Regions from separate parts of the Canis lupus genome. Here region 2 is linked to region 1. The links are chromatin contacts, called in public Hi-C maps. All regions are on one chromosome and are shown on one strand. Each heading gives the region's core, a stretch centred on a gene start, on an enhancer-like site or on the middle of the called end of the contact. The rest is flanking DNA. Distances are from core to core; before and after follow the strand shown. Region 1 holds the start of CCDC15 (coiled-coil domain-containing protein 15). Region 2 holds the start of TBRG1 (transforming growth factor beta regulator 1).

Evidence for each region. Hi-C and Micro-C count contacts between places; a contact is called where the count stands out from the background.
Region 2: a contact with region 1 is called in a Hi-C map of blood, with 10 times the contacts expected there. The contact joins the promoter of TBRG1 here to the promoter of CCDC15 in region 1. A contact is called at or near these places in 2 of 9 Hi-C or Micro-C datasets (both in blood).

What each region holds. Positions count from the first base shown.
Region 1 is chr5:9,522,082-9,529,533 of UU_Cfam_GSD_1.0, forward strand. CCDC15 (coiled-coil domain-containing protein 15) reads right to left here and starts at 2,725. Exons shown (of 16, transcript XM_038535774.1): 1 at 2,471-2,725; 2 at 2,055-2,243. The coding sequence starts at 2,234.
Region 2 is chr5:9,799,586-9,807,037 of UU_Cfam_GSD_1.0, forward strand. TBRG1 (transforming growth factor beta regulator 1) reads right to left here and starts at 3,275. Exons shown (of 8, transcript XM_038535816.1): 1 at 2,929-3,275; 2 at 999-1,069; 3 at 122-354. The coding sequence starts at 3,078. It overlaps LOC106558784 (a long non-coding RNA gene), which reads left to right and starts at 3,344. Exons shown (of 4, transcript XR_005359113.1): 1 at 3,344-3,599; 2 at 5,761-7,452.

The DNA.
Region 1 (7,452 bases), core at 1,475-3,974:
ATTTTGGTGGTTTTTAGGCATTTTGCTACTACATGATCAAGGTGTCATAATTTGAGCAATGAAAAAGAAGTGTCACTAACTTAAACATCAAAATATCTTTGTACCAAATCTTATCAATTCTTCTGGCTTATTTCTTACCTTTACTCCTCTTCATTCCTACTTCAACCTCCCTTTTTTAGGGCTTTCCCTCTTTATTCTTTACCATTAAATAAGTCTCGATGCCATACATACTTCATGGCTAAATTGTTATAATTACATCCTAATTTGTCTCCCATGAGCCAATCTATCCCTTACCTCAAAACAAAACAAAACAAAACAAACAAAACAAAAAACAAAAAACAAAACAAAAAAAAAAGGAATTGAAGCAACTAACCTAATCAGAACACTGTTTTATCATTAAATTCATCTGCAAATATTAAACAATGAGATCAATCCCTTATCCAAAATTTCCTGTGGTTCCTATTGCTCCTATTTTTTTTACAATCCTATCAACCACCATATCCTTATGAAGCTTCCCACTCCAATTCATCTAATCTACCCTTAGAATCCAGAAAACATTTTGCTCACTTCCCACTCTCCCCATTCTCCTTAATTGGGAGAATCATCCTCCTTCTCTGACCATCTAAATTCTTCATTAACTTGCCTGTATCACATCAACCCAAAGTCCTATCTTTCTTCTTTAAGTATCATAGTCATAGCACTTAATCATATACTACTTAGACAATACCCTTTTTTGGAAATAGGCAGAAGAGGAATAAATGAATGTGTGTGTGTATACAAAAAAATAAAATGGACATATGACATTGCTTTGCTACTTAAGATTTACTTTAAACAGGTCTCATTTCTTCTCTGAGATCAAGGACCACTCATATTTTTCATCTTATGTTCAATATTTTGTCTACACATCCTGAAGACAATCACACAATTTGCGCATTCCACTTATTAGACACTAAAATGAAGTTGGGGGCAGGTTAATAAATAAGATTTTTTCCTTGTGCTCTGGAAGCTCACACTCCATCAGGAAAGGCAGATATGTAAACAACTTACTATGAATATAACATGGTAAATGCCACAACAAAATTCCAACAAAGAGCTAAGGGGCACAGTATAGTGAAAGACTATCAACAATCTTCTTTACAAAATTGTCCTCCTGTGTTAATGGTGACATATGGGAGTTACTAGGTAAACAGGCACACAGGTAAACTTTGCAGAAGTTTCCCTTCATCTGAAATGCTCTTCCCTACCGTCTGTACTTATAACATTTCCATTTTTAAGGACTATCATAGACTGTATTTCTACATCTATTCTACATCTATTCACTCATTCATTCATTCAACGAGTGTTTCCTTAAAGACTTACTATATGACAGGATAGGAATGAACAAAAAATAAAGGTCCCTTTTCTTTTGGACCTTATAGTTAAACGTTCTCTGGGCGCCTCCGCGGCTCAGTGGTTGAGGGTCTGCCTTTGGCTCAGGTCGTGATCCTGGGGTCCTGGGATCGAGTCCCACATCGGGGACCTTGCAGGGAGCCTGCTTCTCCCTCTGCCTGTGTCTCTGCCTCTCTCTCTGTGTCTCTCATGAATAAACAAATAATATCTTTAAAAAAACAAAAAACAAAACTCTCTCAGAATAACCCCAGTCAGAATTAATATTCCTTCCCTTACTCTCTTACTGCGTCTGAGTCTTATTGATTCTACACACTTACTGTAACTTTAAGAATCAACTAATGTAAAAAAAAAAGGAACCCATTAATGTTACTTACACACACTAAGTGTGGCAACTGTGGCAACTGTGATCCCTACTACCTTGGAGGGCGTCTGCAAGATACAGCCAGTGCCTCCGTCTTGTGCCTAGCAAGCAGTCTAGACCTTGTGAATTAGACAGTTTTGGCAGACACCTGTGCGTTCTGCAATCCTAATTCAGGAACATACTCATTTTACAACAGAAGGGAAAGGACTGTTCATGTTTATCTAAGCACCGATTAGAGAGGGCTAATATGGGGGGGGGGGTCGGGGGGGAGGCCCCACTACACCTGCATCGAACTGACACTCACATACGCGGGGACTTCCGAACTATCTGGCGAGGCCGCTTCCACCCAGGCCCCAACCGGCATTACAGCCTGGTTCCTCTCGGCCAGCACCGCCAGCACGTCCTTGCTCTTCAGGGGGTTTAGGGCCAGGGGCATCCTCGTGGCGTGGCGAGGCTTCTGGAGGGGGGCCATACTTCCCGGCATCTGCGACTCCTGGGCAAGCAGAAAGTTAACGCTTAAAACCCTCCGAGGACGGCGTGGAAAGCTCCACCCCGCCCCCCGCCCCCCGCCCCCCGCCGCAAGCCTGCTGCGGAGGCGCCAGGAAAGCAGAGAAGCCTTCGAGAGGCGGCGGTGGAAGAACAATCCCGGAGAAGGAAGGAAGGAAGGAAGGACGGGAAAGAGGAGTAGGAAGAAATTAAGAGGGAGAGTGTAAAGCCTGCCTCCGGGAAGGAATGGCGATCGGAGGGGAGAGAACCTAGAGCGGCCCACGGGTGGCCCCGCCCGGAGAGGGAGGACGGGCCGCAGCAGCCCGAGGGAACGGGGCCGGCAACCGGAGTCTGAGGCAGGGCCCAAATAACCGGTGTCCCGCTACGGGGGGAAGCGCGCCACCGACTCCAACTATTCCGGACACTACGGTAACCGCCTCCAGCAAACCGCCACTTTCGGGAGGGCCGCCCGGTCCCGCCCCGCCCCGCCCCGCCCTGCCCCTGCCCTTCCGGGCGGCCTTGTAGCCTCCCCTTCCGGTCTTGAGTCCCCGCCCCGGGGCTGGGAAAGCGTGCGGGGCGGGACTCCGGGCTCCGCATGGACGTCACTTCCGCTTGGTGGCCGGCTGAAGGGGCGGGGCCTGTGAAGGCGCGGGAGACTGGGCGGGAACGAGTGGGCTCGCGGGGCTGCTGGGTAACGGGGCCCGGGGCGTGGCCGGCTGCAGGTGCTTTTGTGGTCCTGGCGCAGGGACCAGCCCGAAAATCCCTCCGGAGAGGGTTGGGGGGAGCTGAGGAGCGCAGACCGGGAGGGGCGGGGGTCCCGGTGGAGGGAAGCAGGAGAAAAGGATGGGAAAGGGTGGCCCTGGCCGGGCGTCCTGGAGGAACGAGCTAACCGTGGATGCTGCGGCTCCTGGGGACACCTCGTTCCCTTTATGAGACTGTTTACTAGTTTCTTGAATTCGAATATCGCAGCATCGTGAGAGGTCACCCTCTCTGCTCCAAGCTCTACTGGGATTCTGGGGACACCTCCTTATCCCTGTGAAATACCCATGCATTCATTCATTTCACATATAATTGGGAGCTTTTTAACATACCGGTACTGTTCTGGGCGCTGGAAATCGACACCAGTGAACAAAACAAACAGCCCTTGTTAGTGGAATTTGCAGTCTAACGAGAAGAAGTAAGCAAATAAACACATGAATAAGTAAATGTGTCTTGGTGCTGATGAATATCGTTGATATAAGCAAAGAAGGAAGATAGCGTTGTGGGCGTCTTTCTGTGTTTATTGAGCACCCAAGAAAAGCGTGATCTACGATAGCAAGAAAAGAAGTGTGGGGAGAGGCAATGAATGTGTAGATAGGATGACTAGAGAAGATTTCATTGAAGTACTTAAAAAAAAAAAAAAGATTTTATTTGTTTGAGGGAGAGTGCCCAAGCTGGGGGGAGGAGCAGAGGGAGAAGCAGACACCCCGCTGAGCAGGGAGCCCCCGGCTCAGTCCCAGGACCCTGAGATCATGACCTGAGCCAAAGGCAGTGGCTTAACCAACTGAGCCACCCAGGCGCCCCCACTGAGGTCCCTTTGAGCAAAGGCTTCGAGGCAAACTCCCATGATACAATGGAACAAGCTACTGTCACCTTCAAAGGAGAGTTAAGGGTTCCAGGTAGCGAGGACAGCAAGCACAATTGCTCCAAAGTAGCTGAGAAACAGCAGGGAGGCTGGTGTGACTGGTGGAGTGAGAGAAGGAGAGAGTATTGGGGTAGGCAGTCGAAAGTTAGGGGGTGGGCAATCACATAAAGCATTGCAAGCCATGGAAAGGCATTGAGATGGGGAACCACTGGAGGGTTTTGAGCAAAGGAATGCCATAATGTGACTTAAATTGTTAAAAAAAAAAATCACTGTGGATGCTGTATTGAGAATAGACTGCATGAGGCAGGAGTATAAATAAGTAGTAGGCCAAGTAAGAGACTATTTATTACAATAATTCCAATAGGAGATTATGATGTCTTGGATCAGAGAAGTAGTGGTAAAGATGGTGAGAAGTCGTTGGATTCTGGATATATTTGGAAAGCAGGACTTTCAGGACCTGTTGAAAGTTGGATATGGAGTGTGTGTGTGTGTATATGTGTGTGTGGAGAGAGAGAGAGAGAGAGAGAGAGAGAGGAGTCCAGAAAAATTCTAGCGATTTTGTTCTGAGCAATTGAGAGGATGGAGTCGCTATTGCCATTTCCTGAGATGGGGAAAATGGTGGATAGAATAAGTTTGGGAGGAAGATCAGGAATTCAGTTTGAGACAGATTTTGTTTTTCGAATTGACATCCAAGAACATAATATGATAAAAGTATCTGCAGAGAGTTCTGGTCTAGAAATAAGAGTTTGGGAGTTGTTAGGTTATAGGCTTAAAGCCAGGAGATGAAATTAAATCAAGCCACTGAATTATAGACAGATAAGAAAAGAGGACCAAGGACTGAGCTGTGGGGAATTCCAACAGTAAAGAGGCTGAGAAGGAGGAAGGATCAGCTAGTAAGCTAAGGGAAAAAACGAGGAATGTGTGATAGCTTGAGAGCCAAATCAAGGAAATGTTTCATCGAAGAGAAGAGACCATTCATGTTAAATCCTGCTGATAGCTCAAATTGGATAAGGACTAAGAATTGGCTTATTGGGTTAACAAAGTGGTCATTGATGACTTTTAAAAGAGCAGTGTTTTTGAAGTAGTTGGAAAGTGAAAGCCTGATGGGGTGCACTTAAGAAAGAGGGGAGGAGGAATTGGAGACAGCAATTTTAGGCAGCCTTTCCAATGAGTTTTGTTGTGAAGGGACATAGGGAAATGGGTAGCTGAAAAGAAAGATAGGATCACAGGATGATTCTTTTCTTTAAGAATGCAGCACATGGTTTTGGTTGTTGGGAATTATCCAGTAGACAGGAGAAAACTGACAATGCAAGAGAGAGATGGGAGACCGTTTGCACTATGAACTTAAGTGGACCAGAAGGAAAGGGATCTAGTGAACAAGGGGAAGGATTGGCCTCAGATAGCAGGAAGAAAGGTTCATTATAACAATTCCAGTGAAGTAGACTATACACTGGTAATTGGGTAATATAGTGGTGACAACTTGTGGAAGTTCTCTTCCGACTGCTGCATTTTCTCTATAAAATTGTATTGTAGCCAGCCTACAAGATGGCCTCTCATGGTCTCCTGGTCTTCACACCCTGTGTAGTCCCCTTTTACTTTGTACCAGTGTTGGTCTGTGTAACCAATAGAATATGGCAGAAGAAATGGTATATCCCATCAGAGATTAGGTTGTAAAAGATGCTGAGTTCTCTCTCTCTCTCTCTGTCATTTTTCTTGCTCTTGCTCTCACTATCACTCAGATCACTTGCTCTGAGGCCATTTATGTCACAAGTAGCCCTATCAAAAGGCCCACATGACTGAGTACTGAAAACTTCTGCCAACAGCCCTTTGAATGATCTTGAAAGTAGATCCTCCAGCCCCAGTCAAATCTTCAGAAACTGTTGTCTTGGCCAACAGCTTGACTGCAACCAACAGCTTGACTGCAACCATAAGAGACCCCGAGCCAGACTCCGCACCCAGCAACTATGTGGGATAATGTTTGTTGTTCTAACATACTAAATTCGGAGATAATCCATTACACAGAAAAATGATAACTAATACAAGTAGGAATCAATTAATAATATAGAGGAAGAGATGTTCAGGTCTGAGGAAGGAAGATAATGTACAAAAAATAGTTGTCTGGAAGAGTAAGGACCCATATAAAATTCATGACTGTGAATTTCAACTGAGACTAGTCAGCATGGTTGAGCATTTTTCTTCAGTTGCATGCTTATAGCATAAAGTAGGTGGAAAAATTTATTTTAATCAGGGTTGAGGCTTTACCAAAATATTACTCTCAAGCAAGAAATGAAAATTTAGGGAGTTGAAGAGAGTTGAAGATGACTGCAAGGGAGCAATTAAATGACCATGAAACTTAAAATAAGTAATAAGGAAAGGGAGGACAAGTGGGATGTAAGCAACATTGTAAGGTTTGTAAGATTAAGAGATTGAAGGTTCCAGGGAGGTCTCAGGTTTGTTGAAGCAGGATAATTGGAAAGAGTGCCCTGAAAAAGATAAGAGGTGGGGATCCAAGAGTGGGATGCTTGAAACTGAGGGTGTGGAAGGACTGCCTATAATGGTACTGTCAAAGTCCGTGGTAAGGCCAGGGGAGGGAATGCTGATATAGAATAAAAAACAAGGGGGATTCCTGGGTGGCGCAGCGGTTTGGCGCCTGCCTTTGGCCCAGGGCGCAATCCTGGAGACCAGGGATCGAATCCCACGTCGGGCTCCCGGTGCATGGAGCCTGCTTCTCCCTCTGCCTGTGTCTCTGCCTGCCTCTCTCTCTCTCTCTCTCTCTCTCTCTCATAAATAGATAAATAAATATTTTTTTAAAAAATCACCAAAATGGGGGATCCCTGAGTAGCTCAGTGGTTTAGTGCCTGCCTTCAGCCCAGGGCATGATCCTGGAGTCCTGGGATCGAGTCCCATGTCGGGCTTCCTGCATGGAGCCTGCTTCTCCCTCTGCCTGTGTCTCTGCCTCTCTCTCTCTCTCTGTGTCTCTCATGAATAAATAAATAAAATCTTTAAAAAAAAATCACCAAAATATATGACCAGAATAGTGTTGGTGAGAACCAGGAACAATAATAGTCTTCAAGGAGTTTTGAGAAAGAGACCTGGAGGTTGGTAGAGGATATTAACTTGGAAAGCAGTGAGTGGTACTGTCTAACAACATTAGATTCAAAGCGATGGATGAAGCCAAGAAAAGGGAGAGAGAATGGTCTATAGATAGGAGTGAGCGAGAAGGTAACCCATCCCACCCCCTCCCCCACCCCCACCCAGAGGGGTAGGGAGCAGAAAACAGCCACCCTTGAGAGGCTGGAGGGAGATTGAATTGCACACCTCCAAACACATGCGCGCGCGCGCGCACACACACACACACACACACACACACACACACACACTGGCCCTCAACACTGGGGAGAAGTATGATTAGCTCCTTGCTTTCTCTACCTCAAGATCTTTGCATTTCACCGGTAGCTGCACCAGTGGTCTCATATGAATCTATACTCTTGTTAAATCCAGGAAGCTCACATCTTGGGCTCTTTTCCTATTTTCTGACCTTGCATGCAGTTTATCTTCTCTTTGGCCAGAGTTAGTTTCTCAGCAGGGAACA
Region 2 (7,452 bases), core at 2,025-4,524, 280 kb after region 1:
GCTAGGAGAGCTGCTTAAGGACCAGATGAGAGTTTGAGTATATCTGTGGTCATGTTAGTACCAGTTCTTTGTCAACAGTCATTGGGCCACTGGGGCAACTGATATCCTCTCCCCAAGGTACCTTCCAGTTTGTTGTTCTCTTTGCCTTTTTCTTTTTTCTCCTTCTTGGATTTCTTCCCAAATGGTTCCTCAGCCCCAGTGCTGGGCCCAGAAATGGACCCAGTTCCCTGTATAGTTCCCACAGTGCTGGCCACACCATAAGTCAGGGGCAAACTGGAGCTGTGGGAAGGAGCTGCAGCCTGTACTTCCCCTTCAGTTAGAGCCTGAAGCTGGAGGAGCTTCTTTAGCAAATACCTGAGTTTGGGAAGGAAAAGGAGCAGAGGTATGAACTTCTGTTTGATATCAGTTCAATATTTTACTCAAGTGCTGGAAAAGCCAGAATTATACACAAAGATTATCACACTCATAAAAATAAAGTTCTTCTTGGACCCAGGGAATAATGAAGCTCCAGAGGACAATATGTCAAGGAGCCATACAGAGGACTGTAGCTTATCTCTATTGCATCTAGAGTGTTCCTCTACCTGGATGTTGAAAGGTGTTACGCTCCCAAAAGGCACATACCATGACCTGCTTATGTATATATTTTATATACAGACTGTGGTCTGCATAGAGTAGTACATACTGAGTATTTATGGAATGAGAGGCAGTTTCTTTTATCCCTTCTCTTTTATAATTGAAGAGTTATAAGAAGATAGCTTATTAGATATGGCAAGAGGATCATGTCAGAAAGATGAACAGAGGAGCTGTCTCATCCCCAGGGTCCAACATGACTTGGGTAAATGGGAACCAGTACCAGCGGTTGTGAGTTTCTCTGTACTTGATCAGTAGCCAATGGGTCGTATAATGCACAAAAATTCTACTGGAAAAAATTCCCAAAACAGTAACACTGTATCAATCACTGAAAATGTGATTTTGAACACAAAATGAAGGCAGCTCACCGTCTTTCTTCTTTTGCTTTAAGAAATTTTTCCTCAAGACGAGCAATTTCATCACAAATAGCAGCATTTTCCTTTAAGAAAAATTTTTGCATAAAATCACATAAAAAGAATAAAAGATCAAAGTATTATGCTAGGAAGAGGAGCTGTATTTCTTTTCTTTTTCTTTTTTTTTTGAGAGCTCAAACGAGATCGGGGGGGGGGGGGGGGGTGTGGGGAAAGGGGCTGCGAGAGAGGGAAAGAGCAGAGAATCCTAAGCAGGCTCCATGCCCAGTGAGGAGTCCGATACTGAGCTCAATCTCACCACCCTGAGCTCAAGAGTCAGATGCTTAACCAACTGAGCCACCCAGGCACGCCAAGAGGAGCTATAATTCAAATCAAAATAGTCTATATTGCTGGGTGAGCTACTCTACCTTGCAGACAAACTTTTAAAACAATGTACAGCTTTTAAAAACTTTAAAAAGTTTTTTAAAGGTAGAGTCAAGTTCCACTATGGGCAGGGTAATTATATAACTTACTAAAACTGGGACATGTCTGAATGAAAAGGGGATGCTGGTAATTATTTTGCCAGTACAGTGTGGTAGAACTAGGGTTGCCCTAGGCAAACCAAGATATATGATCACCCTAATTAGGGTAGCCTTTGGCAGAGAAAAGGGCATACGGCTTAAGTTTAATCCTTCCAAATATGAGAAATGTCCATTCCCAAGTGCCTTGATTCTTGGGGAGCTCACAAAACCAATGTAACCCAAAGCATCTCATGCTACATGAACCCTGAAGAGTAGACCTGGGTAGAACAAAATCCACTGTAATATGCAAAATTCTTAAACTTCGTAATCTACTCATGGGTACTCAAGAATCATCTGTCTTTCTGATGCAATCTGTTTGCCAAGCATGAGCTGTAAAGGACACACTCTCCTCTGGATGTTCCCCAGGGGAGACCTCGCACTCTGAATGTTCAAAGCGGCACCCCCTTCTCTCCACAATGCCTGCTTCCAGTACTGGATGGAACCAACCTCCTTCTGGTAACCTAGACCTTAGGTACCGCTGACATGTAGGGAGGGCATAAAAGAAAGGGAATGGCCAATGAAGTATCAAGTCCTCTTCATTCTACTTCCTTCATTTCTCTCCAGAGCGCACAGCAAGTGCTAAGTGATTGCTTCTGGAAAGAATGTTTAACTTCCAAACCTTCCCTTAGGCTTCCCCCAAAAAGCTGAGAGAATGTTGGAGCTTTTGGTGGAGAGGAGAGGGTAAGGTGGGGGATTCAGACGTGGGAAGCGCGACTGAGGACTCGGTTCCCGACTTCCCAGCCCGGAGGCAGGCAGGCCTGGGCGAGCCGGGATAAACCGTAACACGGACCGGGGCCTGCAGGCCAGCTCGCTCGGTCGGTAGACTCAGTGCCTCTACAACAGAAGAACAAGCAGAGACACTAGAGAGGCTCAAGGTATTAAAAGGGGGCGGGGGTGGGGGTAAATGACTGGAAAGCTTCCCGGGCCTGCTTGGGGCAGGGGTCAGTTGTGTGTATTCAGGGTGCCTGGGAATAAGCTCTGTAGTGGAAGTGGTAGAGAAACCGGGGCCAGTGATCGGGGCAAATCATCTTTGGGTTTCAGTGCCTCCCTCTAGGGTCCTCTTGAGAATCCAACGCCTTTCCCAGAGCGTTGCGGCCAGAGGGGCAAGGACCGCCAAGTCCCCGGCACGTCCTCGGGGTGCCGAGCACTCCACCTTCCTCACTTCAATCTTCACCAACTCCGAAAGGCAGGCAGCGGGCTCGGAAACGACCTAAGGCGTCCGGGGTCGCCCGGCGGGCGGGCCTAGCGGGTGTGCGCAAGCCGACACCGCGGTGCCCGCCGCCCCGCCCGGGGAGCGCCGTGCGGAGACGCGTCGCGAGGGAGAGGAGTGTCGAGGCGGACAAGCGCCGAGCGGCGGTCAGACTCACAAACACGGTGGCTTTGGCCGCTTTGCGCAGCCGCAGGTACTTGAGCCGGTACTTCTCGTTCTGGCTCTTCTTCGGGAGCTTTTTCATCCTGGCCTTGCTGGACGGCAGCGGGGCGCGCGGCGAGGAGGCCGGGCCGCCCAGCAGGCTCATGGTCCGGCCCCGCTACGGGGCCTCCCGGGCGCGGCCGGCATCGGCTCCCAGGCCGAGGAGCGCCGGCTTCGTCTCGTCGGGGCTGCCGGGACCCGGCCTTCCAGGATCTAGCCTTCCAGAACGTTCCCGAGGCGGACGGCGGCACCAAAGCTCCGTCCGCCGCCCTCGGCCCCGGGGCCTCCCCGCACTTCCGCGTCGGGGAGGAAGTGAGCCCTGCCCGGAAGTGATGTAAGGGCGCCGCGGATAACTTCCGGGGCGGCGAGCCTGGGTTGGGCGCGGCTGCGAACGTCTCGGCGGTGGGGCGGCTGTGTGCCTTCCCGGCCCGGGTGTGTGTGTGGAGGGGGCGCCGCGAACCCCGCGGTCTCGCCGGCGCGGGCCTCTCACGCGCTCCGTCCCCGCAAGGGCCACACCCGGACCGCGGGGCTTCCCGGTGCAGTCCGCTCCTGAAAGGTTTCCTGAGAGCCGATTAGGCCGTGGTTTTTACCAGAATGGAAAAAAAAAAAAGGCTTCTGCTCCTTCAGGTCAGACGCTAATAGGAAAGACAAGGTCTAACCACACAGTTGCTTTTTAAAAGATTTTATTTATTCGTGAGAAAAGGAGAGGCAGGCTCCACGCGGGGAGCCGGAAGTGGGACTCGATCCCGGGACCCCAGGGTCACGTGCTCCACCGCCGAGCCCCGCCCCCCCGTGTCCCGCTAAACGTGCAGTTTTAAGAACACGAGCACCAAGTGTAGGCAGTCTGGATGTTTCCCTGACGAAACCGAAAATAGGTTTCTGCACCTGTAACCTGTGTTTATTTAGGGCTAACTTGGTAACGAAGGGGTATCCAAAGTCATCACATAAGGGGTGTAGACAATCGTATGGGAAGCAGTATTGACCTATTGATCGGTAAAGGCTCAGGTCTGCAAGGCAAAGAGGCTTGTAGTCGTGCTTATTCCAGCGATGCCGCCGAGGAGCTCGCGGGTTTTCCCGTTTAACGCTCTGTACTGCTCGGAATAATGGGAGCCCGTGAGGGTTGTGAGCTGTGAGGTGTTCTGACTGATGTAAAATAGGATTTCGGTTATGGGTTCAAGATGTAGACCTCTAGAGTTGTATGTGGAGTTAAAGGGGAATATGGACCTAGTTAAAACAAGTTCCACGGATTACAGGGGTGGGTTGGGGGGGGGGGAATGTAATGCTAATGGGTATAAGTAACTTAAAGTCAGAGTTCAAAAAAAAAAAAAAAAGAGGTTTTGAATGGGTAATCCAGGTATTTCATTTCTCATAACTGTAAAAATAATGACAGGGTCTGACCAAGTGGTTTTAACACAGAGAAGCCTTATGAAAGTTCTTTTTTGTCCCTCCGTATTGAAAGCTGCCCCTGTTGGACTTAGCAGGGTCTTAATAGAGCAACTCCTCGGGGAGCCAGTGTATTTTCACAAACATACTCGAGAATTATTTTTCGAAACTGCCAGGCATATGTAAGCCTACAAAATGTACACAATATCCTATCTTTGCTAGTATAGACTGGTTCTTGGAACCTGAGAAAAGATAAATTGAGCGATAGGAAGAGATTGTCGTCCCCCCCCCCCCAATCTATTTGCCAATTGCATGATTTGTTTGCTGTCCAGCTGTATTTTGTCCTTGCAGGCTTTGTGATCTGACTTTATTTTCACCATTCCCCTTCATATACCCGTATCCTACCTTGTGGAAGGGAAAGCATGACCATTGCTTTAGTTTTCGAGCTGCTCTGGCCAATGGATTTCAGTGGAATTTGCGTTAAGATATTATTTTTTTCTTCATTAGAAACCTTTCCTTTCAATTTGTGAAATGTGTACAAGTTTTAGACATTTAAGAAATACAGTAGGAAGAAGAATTTTAAAAATCCATAATGTTGCAACTTTTAATGTGGGACTATGTGTATTTAATACTTTCATGCATTTTTATGTATTTTAGATAATACAATGTTGCCTTTTTAAAAAAGATTTTATTTATTTGTGAGACACACAGAGAGGAAGGCAGAGACACAGGCAGAGGGAGAAGCAGGCTCCCTTCAGGGAGCCCGATGTGGGACTCGATCCCAGGACCCCGGGATCACAACGTGAGCCAAAGGCACACACTCAACCACTCAGCCACGCGGGCATCCCCAATGTTTCCTTTTTGTTCACTTACCATTATTATATTATTTGTTATATATATGTTATGTATATATTATATTTGTTCGCTTACCATTGTTATACTATTATTATTGTCATTTTGTGGTGTTATTATGACTGCTTTATAAGCATAATTTCCAACAGATGCTTAATATTCCAATAATGGCATAATTTTACACAATTCCTTCCATGTTGTTTGGCTTTTTGGTCATCAGTTGTTGTGAAGTGCATGTTTGTGCAGAAAGCTTTTCTTACACAAGATTACTTAGGGGCTGGGTCTGTGTGCTCTAAACAATGTAACATTGTCAAGCAAGGTTCAGTCATTATTCAGAAGAATGTTAATTTAGTGCCCACTATGATGCAACTTTTAGGAAACTGATTAAAGGGGATAAAGATAGGCACATAAATGGACGGTATTAATAAAGTGTAATAGCTTTTATCTCAGAGGTAGGTATTCAATATGGCAGCACATAATTAGAGAACAGGGGAGGAGACAGGGAAGCCTTCTTTTTTTTTTTAATTTTTTTTTTTTTATTTATTTATGATAGTCACAGAGAGAGAGAGAGGCAGAGACACAGGCAGAGGGAGAAGCAGGCTCCATGCACCGGGAGCCCGACGTGGGATTCGATCCCGGGTCTCCAGGATCGCGCCCTGGGCCAAAGGCAGGCGCCAAACCGCTGCGCCACCCAGGGATCCCCAGGGAAGCCTTCTTGAAGAAAATATGGCTGGGCAGACTCTGAAGGAGAGCTAGTGGCCGGCCAGTGAAGAACGGAGGAGGGCATCTTGGGCAGCCAAGACAGCATATTCAAAGGCTCAGCATCATGAGAAGCATGGGAGCAATGCAATATTTCTACTTACCTATATAAGGAAGTCTATAAAAGGCCTGAAAATACAAAATTCTCTGAAGAAGTATGCGGTCCTAAAAAGAAATATCAAATACCCACATGGTATTGTGGGCTGAGCAGGGCCATTGAAGTCAGATCGAGGTTCCATTAGGTCCAGACACAGGGATGGAAGTTAGAAGCTAAGATTGGGTAATGAGACAGAGAAGAGAGGGCAGGGGCTCAACAGCACTCAGTGTTCAGTGACTGGCTGTTCAGTGATTGGCTGTAAGTGGAAGGGGTATAGCATCCCCTGGAGTATTAGAAGCACACCTGGGCCCATTAGGAGTTGTGAAGGAGACCACAACCCATAATCCCAGCCCTTGGCGAAGTGGGTCCCTGGTTTAGATGATGAAAACCACCTTAGCTCCACCCACAGCTGATGCATGGCCTTGTCCTTGTCCTATGCTGTCCTAACCCCCAAGAACAGATAACCAGTCCCTGCATCGTTATCTTCTGGCCTACTCTGCAGGCCACACAGGGTCTAGGCAAGGTCAATGACTTCCACAAAGCAAGCTGGCAAGTTCTTAGGATTTAGGCCACACCACAGGATCTCTGGGGATTTCACATTTTTATTCACTTGGCAGATTGCCCCACATGCTCTTTGGGTTAAGCTGAGTGTGATCCTAGAAGGGCCATGCAGTAAATATACCGAGGAGAACCTGCCTCCATACGTAGCCGTTAGAACTTTCGTTCCTCGAAGAATATCTAGACTTTTAGTTTAGTTTTAGTTTTGCTTTTCTATCTTCAAAGAATGCTCTAGACCTAATTTTTTAGTTTGACTCTTCAGCTCTAACTTTCAGATTTGTTTTCATGCGTTGATTTTATCTTCTCACCTTTAGCAAAACATAATCCAGGATGTATGATTCAGCTGAATCCACACTTAGCTTTTCTAAAGTGGATATTTTTGTACATTAGTGTGTGAGGCTTGTGAAGAAGAGATTTTTTTTACTTTCCATAAAATTTCTTGCTCAGTGGTTTCTTAACTATGGGTTTTCATCACATACTTGGTGGGTGAGATGTTTAGGTTTTGAGGGTTCTAAGCCAGCCAACAATGTCATGAAATCAACCACTGTGTCAATGTTGTGCTTCTGGGTGGTCGTGTCCTTCAAAGCACATAAGACGCTCAACCAGCTGAAAGAGATGAGCTCAGAGATATTGGCTCGGAGGAAAAGAAGGATCACGTTGAGGTCATTGATGGGGCATCCCAGCATCTTTCTGCTGAGAAGATCAAAAGCGGGGAGCATCTCGTAGATGGATAGGAGTCGTTTGTCCCACCGACATAGTCGGGTGAGGTTGTATATTATCACTGGCACCAAGAGGGTGTATATTGTTATACTGGAGAGACTAACAATTTGC